Linked DNA regions of Gossypium hirsutum: region 1 is linked to region 2. The links are chromatin contacts, called in public Hi-C maps. All regions are on one chromosome and are shown on one strand. Each heading gives the region's core, a stretch centred on a gene start, on an enhancer-like site or on the middle of the called end of the contact. The rest is flanking DNA. Distances are from core to core; before and after follow the strand shown.

Region 1 (4,477 bases), core at 820-3,319, 77 kb after region 2:
CTTAACCCTTAAACTCCTAACCCCTAAACCTTAACCCTTAAACCCTAATATCGCTAAACACTAATATCTTAGACCATAAATAATAAACCCTAAAAATAAACTTTAAAACACTAAACCCCTATCCTCTATCCTCTTAACCCATATAAACCCCTAACACCTAACCCATAAATCTTAAACCCATATATATCCCTTAATCCTAACCACTAACCACTAACTCTTAAACCCTAAACTCATAACCTTTTAAATTATAAACCTCAAACCCTAAATCATAAAACATAAATCATCAACCCTAAATCATAACCCTTAAACCTATAAAAATATTAAATTTAAAAATCAGTTTAAATAGAAAATTTTAAATTCATTTAAAAAATAAGTTAGACTGAAACATTTAATACCTGAGTTTGGTCTAATCCGTTTTCAACTTCATAATATTTTATATATATACTATGTAATTTTATAATTTATAAAAAAAAATTATACTAAATGTATAATATATAGTAGTCTAATATAAACATTAAAATAATATTAAGATAACTATATAAAGAAATTAAATAAATAAAAAATGTTAAATTAAAATGACATAATTTTACAAAAATTAAAAATATAATATGATTGGACTTAAAATAGACTTAGGTTAATCATTTGCAAGTATTAGTGGGCTTTAACAAAATGTTAAACCTATATTTTAAGCCCCACTAAAAATAAATTCAAACAAATATAAAATATATGATATTATATTTAAACAAATATTATATTTAGCACCCATAAACACCTAATATTAAGTAATAAAGAACTCAAAAATGTAATGATTTTGTTGTGTTTTACTTTGTTAAAGAAAGAAAATGTATCTGCCCCATAAACTCTAGCGGCGTTTTTCGAGAAATGCCGCTAATGCCATTGAAGTTCAAACAAAACGACGTTGGTCTGCTTAATGTTTTAGCGGCGTTTTTGTAAAAACGCTGTTAAAGATTGATATATTGCGGCGTTTTAAGTAAAGCGCCGCTAATGTCATTGAAGCTAATTTAAAACGATGTCGTTTGCCTTAATCTATTAGCGGCGTTTACAAAAAAACGCCGCTAATTATGTGACCTATAGCGGCGTTTTTTTTATAGAAATGCCTCTAAAGTGCGAGCTATTGCGGCGTTTTTAGGAAAGCGCCGCTAATGTCATTGAAGCTCATATAAAACGACGTCGTTTTGTTTAACATTTTAGCGGCATTTTTCCAAAAACGCCACTAAAGTTTGATCTGTTACGGCGTTTTTGGGAAAACGCCGCTACTGCCAATGAAGCTCATGTAAAACGACGTCGTCTTGCTTAAACTTTTAGCGGCGCTTTTTCAAAAACGCCGCTAAAGCTCGATCTATTGCAGCGTTTTTTTAAAAACGCCGCTAAAACTCCATCTATTTGATTTTTTCCGGCATTTTCTTTTAAAACGCCGCTAAAAACGCCGCTAAAAGTCTGTTTTGGTGTAGTGAATTGCATAAAACATAAACAATATCTAAGATCCAAAAAGAAAATAAATGGCTAAAACTTAACTTTTTTTATAATATATTTTTAAATTTTAAAGTTAGGACTAAATTGATAAATTTTGTAAATGTTGAGGGTCAATTTTATTGATTTTTTAAATTAACTAAAATTACAAATTTTTTAAACACTAAGGACTAAATTTGTTAACTTTTTTATATTTAGTATCAAATTAATAGAATATGTAAACATTAAAGGACTAATTTTATGACTAAACTAATAAAAAAACTTAATAAACATTTTAATTAAAATATTTAATTTCAAAAAATTTAGTGATTAGATTAAAAAATTAATAATTTGTAATAAAAAAATGAAAGACATAATTAATTAATTATTTTTATAATTTACCTATAAAAAATATTTTCAACATCATCATATTATTATTTAATAGATAAAATTTAATTAAAATATTAATTTATATGTTTTAAAATATATAAAAATTAATCCACTTATTTTCCAATAAAAATGCAGAAATGCATTGTGTTAAGCAATTAGAATCGGTATAAATTAAAAATTTTAGTAAAATCTATAAATTTTCGTACACTCTTCATTTTTAGCCTTGCAAATGGTGTTTTTTTTTTCTTTCCATACCTGATTCGGGGACCACATTCGCCAGTCTTTGGTTGGATCAAATCAACAAGTCTGACATACGTTAATGTAAAGTGAAACCTGAACCTCGAGCCAAGAGAAAATGGTAAGATATTAATGATGAAAATTTAGCCAACTAGTATTATTGCCAGGGTCTCGCCATCCACGGAGATCCAAAAGCAAATGATATTGAAAACGAAAATGTCTCTTCAATATAGGCCTTGAAAGGTTCCGCCTTGCTTGTAGAATTCGTCTTTTTTACATGTTCAAGTTTAAGGTGAGATGTGCGGAAAACATTTTCCGGAAAATGTTTTCTTGATTTTACGGTGTCTGGAAGCATGAAAACATTTTACAAATGTAAAATATTTTTCTAGAGACGGGTAAAATCTCAGTCATTTTAGGGAAAATGTCTTGCGGATTTTTTTTCCATCTCCTTCTTCGTCCAGGTAAAACTCCTTCTCCTTCTTCCATTCTTCATCTTCTTATTATCTCTCCTCTTTTTTCTTAGTTCGTCTCATATCTTCAAAATCATCAACAGGGGAAGCAAGCTAAAGCAGCCACCCTCTTCCCATTTTTCTCCAATTATTATCTTTATTCATCCATTATTCTCTCTTTGTGTCTATGCTTTTGTTCTTCTCATAGTCTTCTCAGTGTTGCCTAAATGGCGTCTTTGAGCTTTTTTTTCCCCTCTGGTAAGTCTTTTTGGACTGGGTTTTTTGAAAGGATCCTTGTAGATGACTTGATTTTCAGTACTGTCTTTCAATTTTTCTTCATTTTCTGATATGGGTTTTCTTTATTAATTCATTGAATTGATGTTTTGATATTCTATTTGTTGGTTCTTCTTATTATTTTCTAATGTGGGGTTTTTTTTTCTTTTTTATTCCGTGCTAATTTTTTGATTTGGGTTTTTTTTTAATCGGCTGTTTTTTATTACTTTGTTTATTGTATCATGTTATTCATTGAATTGATTATCATGTTTTTGATTGCGTTATGATTCTTGGACGTAATTATTAATTACTAGTAGCTTAAATCAATTTTCTATATAGCTTAGAATAATTCCAGAATATGAAGTTATCTGTCATCTCTGTCTTACAAGGCACTGCTGTATTTTCTTTTAGTAGAATTAGAAAGGTACTCTGTGTAGTTGACAAGAAGCAACTGGATCACTTGTCAATAAAGTGCGATATCCTCATCGCTACTTATTTTCTTTGAGCTTGCCTCTGGATAATTATAAGTAATTGTTAATGCTGTGATTGATTTTTCGATCTTGTTGATAATCTCATGAGTCATGATTGTTATAAATTGAAAATTCTTCTTATTGGTCTTTAATGTAGCAGTTTAGGTAGTTTAACTCTTGTAGCAGTTTAGGACCCTTCTTACTTCGATGCCTCCCTTTTCTCTTTTTCTTTTTTTAGTACGACGAAAGGTCTTTGATTTTGGAATTTTGCACATGGAAAAGTAAATTCTGGCATTATTTGGCAGATACGGTTCAGTGATTGAGCGTTTTCAGATAAGAGAGGGGCTGAAAGAGATAATAAAAGGAGTAATTTTTGATTCAGGATCAGCTGACCCTTTAAATCCTAATGTTCTTATTTATGATGTTCTTAATGTTCTTAGACGATTGATTACAGTTCACAGTAAGTTTTTGAGTTTTGAAATGAATGTTTTATATCAAATTATGAACAGAGTTTTTTAGCTTATATCACTAAAGGTCTGCTCTTGAATAGAACACGGTGGAATCAATAAGATACTATTCTTGGCCTTTGATAAAAAAGAATTGAGTACAAGTCCAGGTTCTGGAAACATTTGGAAATTTCTATCACTTCAGTAGCACTATAATTGTATGATCAAAGTTGAAATACTTGTGTTATGCTTTGTTTTATTAGCTGTAGAAAAGACTTTAGAATGCGCATTATATGTATTGATTTGTGAAGCAGATGAAGTCTCTGTAGTCTGGATGTTCAAATTCAACTTCTAAATAACTTTATTCATACTATTTTTATTTTCATAAAACTCTCCTAAAGTTTTCTTTGATTATGAGCTTGGATGTCATGTTTTATCTGTTTTGTGCACATTTTCTTATGTATGCTTTCCAACAAGGTGAAAATGGCTCTTCCTTTGCAGGTTTGGGCAGCTCGTTTTGCTGTTGCTATACTGAAGAAACTCAACTCAAAGAATGGATTAGAAAACGGAGGGATCGATTCCACATTACAGAAAGCGGAACCTCAAATGGTTGAAGCTGTAGTGCTAGCTTCCCTGGAAAAGTTCTTTAAATCCGTTCTAAATATGCCGGAAGTGGAAAGGTAGGTTTTCCCTTTATGATCCGGTTTTTCTTCCTACATAAATGTTAAATGCACACATACAT
Region 2 (4,509 bases), core at 1,222-3,721:
TTCTTTATACAAATAAGCATTATACAAAGAAGCAAGTACATTACAATGAAAGGAGTAGGAAGGGGTATAGAAACACAGAGATCGAACCCTAAACCTCATGCTAATAAACTTGAAACTCACATAAGTTAGTCATTGAGAATTTATCCCTAGATGTATTATTCTGGAAACTCTGGATGCAATTTAGTAGCCTGGCGGAAGTGAAATAGCTGAAATAATACCTAAATATATATATATATATTTTGCTTACCATTCAAAGGGAGAGACAGCAGGGCATTGGACAAACATGTACTGTCCACTTTTGTACCGAATTTGAGGCGGCTTAGACATTAGTAGTGCGAGAACACCTCCCGGATAAATTGCAACCTATGCACAAAAAGACCATCAGTCAAATTTCAAAAGCACCCTAGGTTTAGAGCTATTTAGGCCTCACTGGAAAATTTTGACAATGTGCTTGTTGGTTGGCCTAACTAAATGTTTCTCTTAGCAGTTCCAATTAATTACGGAACTTTTTCTCTATACGGAATCATAGTTGATAGTGTTATGCTTACCTTCGAAAGCCGGACAGTATAGAAACCAGAACGGAAAAATCTAAGTGTCCTTTCTCCAGCGTACAACAAAATTGGAACAGCTAGGTACATCCAAGTCTGCATCCAGGAACACAATACAATACAATACAATTAATTAAAGTTACAGTAAAACATAAAATAAAATCCTGTTGTTCGAATTTATGCAATCATTTGAGAAAAGAAGAAGATTTAAATGTTTACCGTCTTACGGTACCATATGTGCACAAGATAAAGAAATACGCCATGGATGACAAGCAAGATGTAGACAACGATAAACAGGTGATGTGAGTACCAGAAAGCATTGAAACCAGTGATTCTATCAAAGGGCTTGGGCAGCTTAATCAGGTTCCGCCTAAACCATCTTGTTGCCAGTATAAATGCAATTGCCATGCAGATAACCATTAAAATTCCAGTCACTCCTTCAACCCCTTTTACCAGGTCTAAGTAGGTTGGTTTATGACTTCCAAAGTCATTGATTAGTAGATCATAGTGATCACTAGAGGACTTGATAAGCATAGGAAAATGACAGGCAAGATGGTTACCAGCATGGAGAATGACTCCAATAGTAATGGCTGCAGCTATTGTCTGCACAAATTCAATGAGATATCATAAATAACTTCAAACTTGTGGTTAATTAATTCAGGGATACAAAAGAAGTCAGTGCCATGAAAACCTTGTATCCACTATAAATGTAAGGTTTGCTTCCTATGTGCATCAAGATTATCTCATAACTTTCATAACTAAAATTCCATGAGCCACAGTAGAAATGATGAAACTGATGGATTAAATTGGCTGTTCTTACTCATAAAACAACTAAGCTTGCATGATATAATGCTCCAGAGCAGCAAACTTGTGATCTACAGATACTTTAGTGAATCTAGGAAGTGCCCAGGTTCAGCTACGATAAGGTCAAGCTATTGGGAGTTTGATTTTGTGGAAGTCAATGTCTTTGGTCACGGACGAAAACACATTAAAACTACAATGTTTCAATTTCGTATATAGCTTTTTGTTAAACTACCGGATCCATATACTAAAGATTTAATTTTCTTTTGCAATTTTAGCCTTTTATATTTACTTTTGATGCAAAGAGCTAAAAACTTAAATGGCATTAAACTTAAATGTTAAAAATGTTCTCAAGTGGGTTAAAAAAATTCTAACATTTTTAAAACCTTATAAGGATTAAATTGCTTATTTGTTTTGTTTCCTCGCGTCACTTTTAAACAAAGCAAGTCGTCTTTTTTAAGTTTAACCTTACTATTCTTTATAATTTTCTTTATTTGATTCGAAATTAAATTTTATAGTAGATGAACAAATTTGCAATGGCCAGTTTTGACCTTTTTTCTATAGAAATTATCAATTTCTAATTTCTTCACACACAATAAATAATTTAAGATCGGTTTAATTTTCAAGTTTTGCTATGTGAACCTGCAATACCCAGCACCTTTTTTTTCCAAAGTCAAGTTACAAATTATTAAGAAGAAATTATATCGATAAAGTTTGAATTTATTCATTAAGATGTTAACAAGCTCTTCTAATCGCTATTTTTTTTATGTTGTTGACATAACTCGTATTATTCTAAAAGTAAATTCATATTAATTGACTTTTATATGTCATCATGTCCTTGGGATCAAGGGCGAAACTCAAACATTATTTTAGAGACCGAAATTAAATTATAATTTTTATGATAAAAAATATAATTTTATCATTTTAATAAGTTATATCTTTATAATTTATAAAAAATTAAATCAAATTTTTAAATTTTAAAAATTTAAAATATAATTTTACTTTCACTAATTTAAAATTTTAAAAGTATATAAAAAAATTATTTTAAGGGATAGTTTCGCCGCTGCCTGGGACCCATAAACGAAAAGGAAAAGCAAAAGGAAAAAGGAAAAGTTGGTATGTTGTTCGCATACCTCGTGAAAGTTGATATTGTCGTCAAAAGGCAGGAAAAGACCCAGCTTGGTGGACCTGAGCCAAGTAATGGTGTTTCTGCAGACGGGTAAGAGGATAAGAGCCATGTTAAACTTGAGGGTCTCAGCTGCCCCCTTGGCTGTGAGGAGACAGTAACCCATAACCTGAAAAGAATTCTTCTGTTTGTATTGAAAGAACTTCCAAGTAAAGAGCCCTGTCATAATCATAATCCATAATGACACCACCCATAGCCTCTTCCAGTTTTCTTCTAAATAGTATAGAAGTTTCTTAATCATTCTCCTGACTCTGCTCTTCTTTGTTAGTCCTTGTAAGTTTTGGCTAAGGGCTTGGCTTGTGTAGCTTAGGGCTTGACTATAGCTCTGGTAGGTGTCCTTTTGCAAGAGAAGTGTCTCCAATTGCCATAGCTGTATCATTCCATAGATCATGATCAACCAAATCATGCAATTATGGAAACGAAATTTTTAAATGATCGAAAAATTTTTAGTCACGCAAAGGGCAAGGATGTTCTTGATTATATCAACTGTTTTAAGCTATCAGTGATGCAGAATGAAAGGTAAGTGCATGCGTGAATGAATAAGGTCCGCCACTTGGCAGAACCATGAGTTCGAGATGGTCAATCATGGGATGTAGTTTGGTCAGTCTTATACTGAAACTAATTTGAAAATAAGTTTCACTGCAAAATAATAATATAGTATGATTTCTCTACAATCAACATGTTTTGTTATTAAATAATAATAGTAAGATCTATCGGACAAAAATCAAAGCGAGAAATATTATGGAAATATGAGTGCTCCACATAAATTAAAAATGGACCCACCTCGATATATCCAAATCTTTCATGGTCCAACTCTTCCATGATCAGAGCTGCATATTCCTCCGCCTGCTCTTTCAATCTCGATAGCTAGTTTGCCGAAGCACTTAGCATCAGAATCTATATTATCCACAGCGAAAGTCAATTACTTTTATATACACACCAGAATGCCCTCGCAAATCCCACTAAATATTTTATTAATAATTAAAAGTATCACCCATGAGCATCACAATTTAATTGTTTTTTTTTAATAAAGTAAATATTTTTTTGCATGTTGGATACAATTTTATTAAAAAATTGGAAATATACATATTATTTTTACCTCTTTTACTTCAGCCTCAGTGATCCTACCATCTTCATTTTTGTCCACCCTATAACATAGGATATTCAAAACTGGTTCGTTAAAAGAAGAAATATTTAATTTAAAATAAGTTGAAACTAATAGTTTAATAATGCGTACATGTCGAAGAAGATCTGGAGGCGAGAATCAAAACTTTGGTCAGTGATTTGGGACCAATACTCGTAAAGCTCATCTTTGCTAATTTTTTCGACTTTTAATCTCCTTTGTCTACTCAATGCGTCGAACATCTCCTGCGCAAATTCCTTCGAGTCCTTCATTCCTAAACAACAAACAGAAGTAATCATCTAATCTAAGAGTTTGAGAAAAATGGATTAAAAAAGATTTGTGATGATGAATTGAGAAACCTATGCATTGTGTGAAATCGGAGCGAAAAAGAGAGCCGTGTTTAGCGAGTTTTTTGAAATTGTTTTCAACTTCTTCCCATGCATTGGCTTCATTGTTGGTTATGAATCTTAATCCGCGAAGAGCTTTTTGAGCGCCGGAGCGAATCCGGTCGAGTTGAGCTCGCTGCTTTCTTAAAGCTCGAGCCGCTGTAGCAGAGTCGGATCTGGGTAGAGTCAGAGCTGCGTGTCCGTGGCCCTGTTAGAATTAAGTGACCCAAATTTTTATTTAAATAAAATACGATGGAAAATAAAATAAAAGTAAAATCCATATAAAACTAGACTTCTTTTATTTTATTTTAGAATAAGGTTTTTTAAACCCTATTAAACTCCATCTATTTTATATTGATTAGGATAAGGTGTTTCAATCCTACTAGAATATGGCTTTACAAGCCTATAAATAGACATAGTCTATTCCTCTTGTATTGATTCAAATTTTCGACATAGTGAATTTTC

Evidence for each region. Hi-C and Micro-C count contacts between places; a contact is called where the count stands out from the background.
Region 1: a Hi-C map of leaf shows a contact between it and region 2, with 1.7 times the contacts expected there. The contact joins the promoter of LOC107947560 here to the enhancer-like site in region 2.

What each region holds. Positions count from the first base shown.
Region 1 is chrA08:90,756,195-90,760,671 of Gossypium_hirsutum_v2.1, forward strand. It overlaps LOC107947560, which reads left to right and starts at 2,070. Exons shown (of 3, transcript XM_016882184.2): 1 at 2,070-2,218; 2 at 4,237-4,415. The coding sequence starts at 2,216.
Region 2 is chrA08:90,678,975-90,683,483 of Gossypium_hirsutum_v2.1, forward strand. It overlaps the pseudogene LOC121205036. Among protein-coding and RNA genes, the nearest start is that of LOC107958715, 11 kb to the right of the region's middle. Within about 2 kb of position 2,472, at least 3 of the 9 cell types and tissues checked have an H3K27ac peak or open chromatin away from gene starts, as enhancers often do. A contact at or near this core is called in leaf, where this site is marked.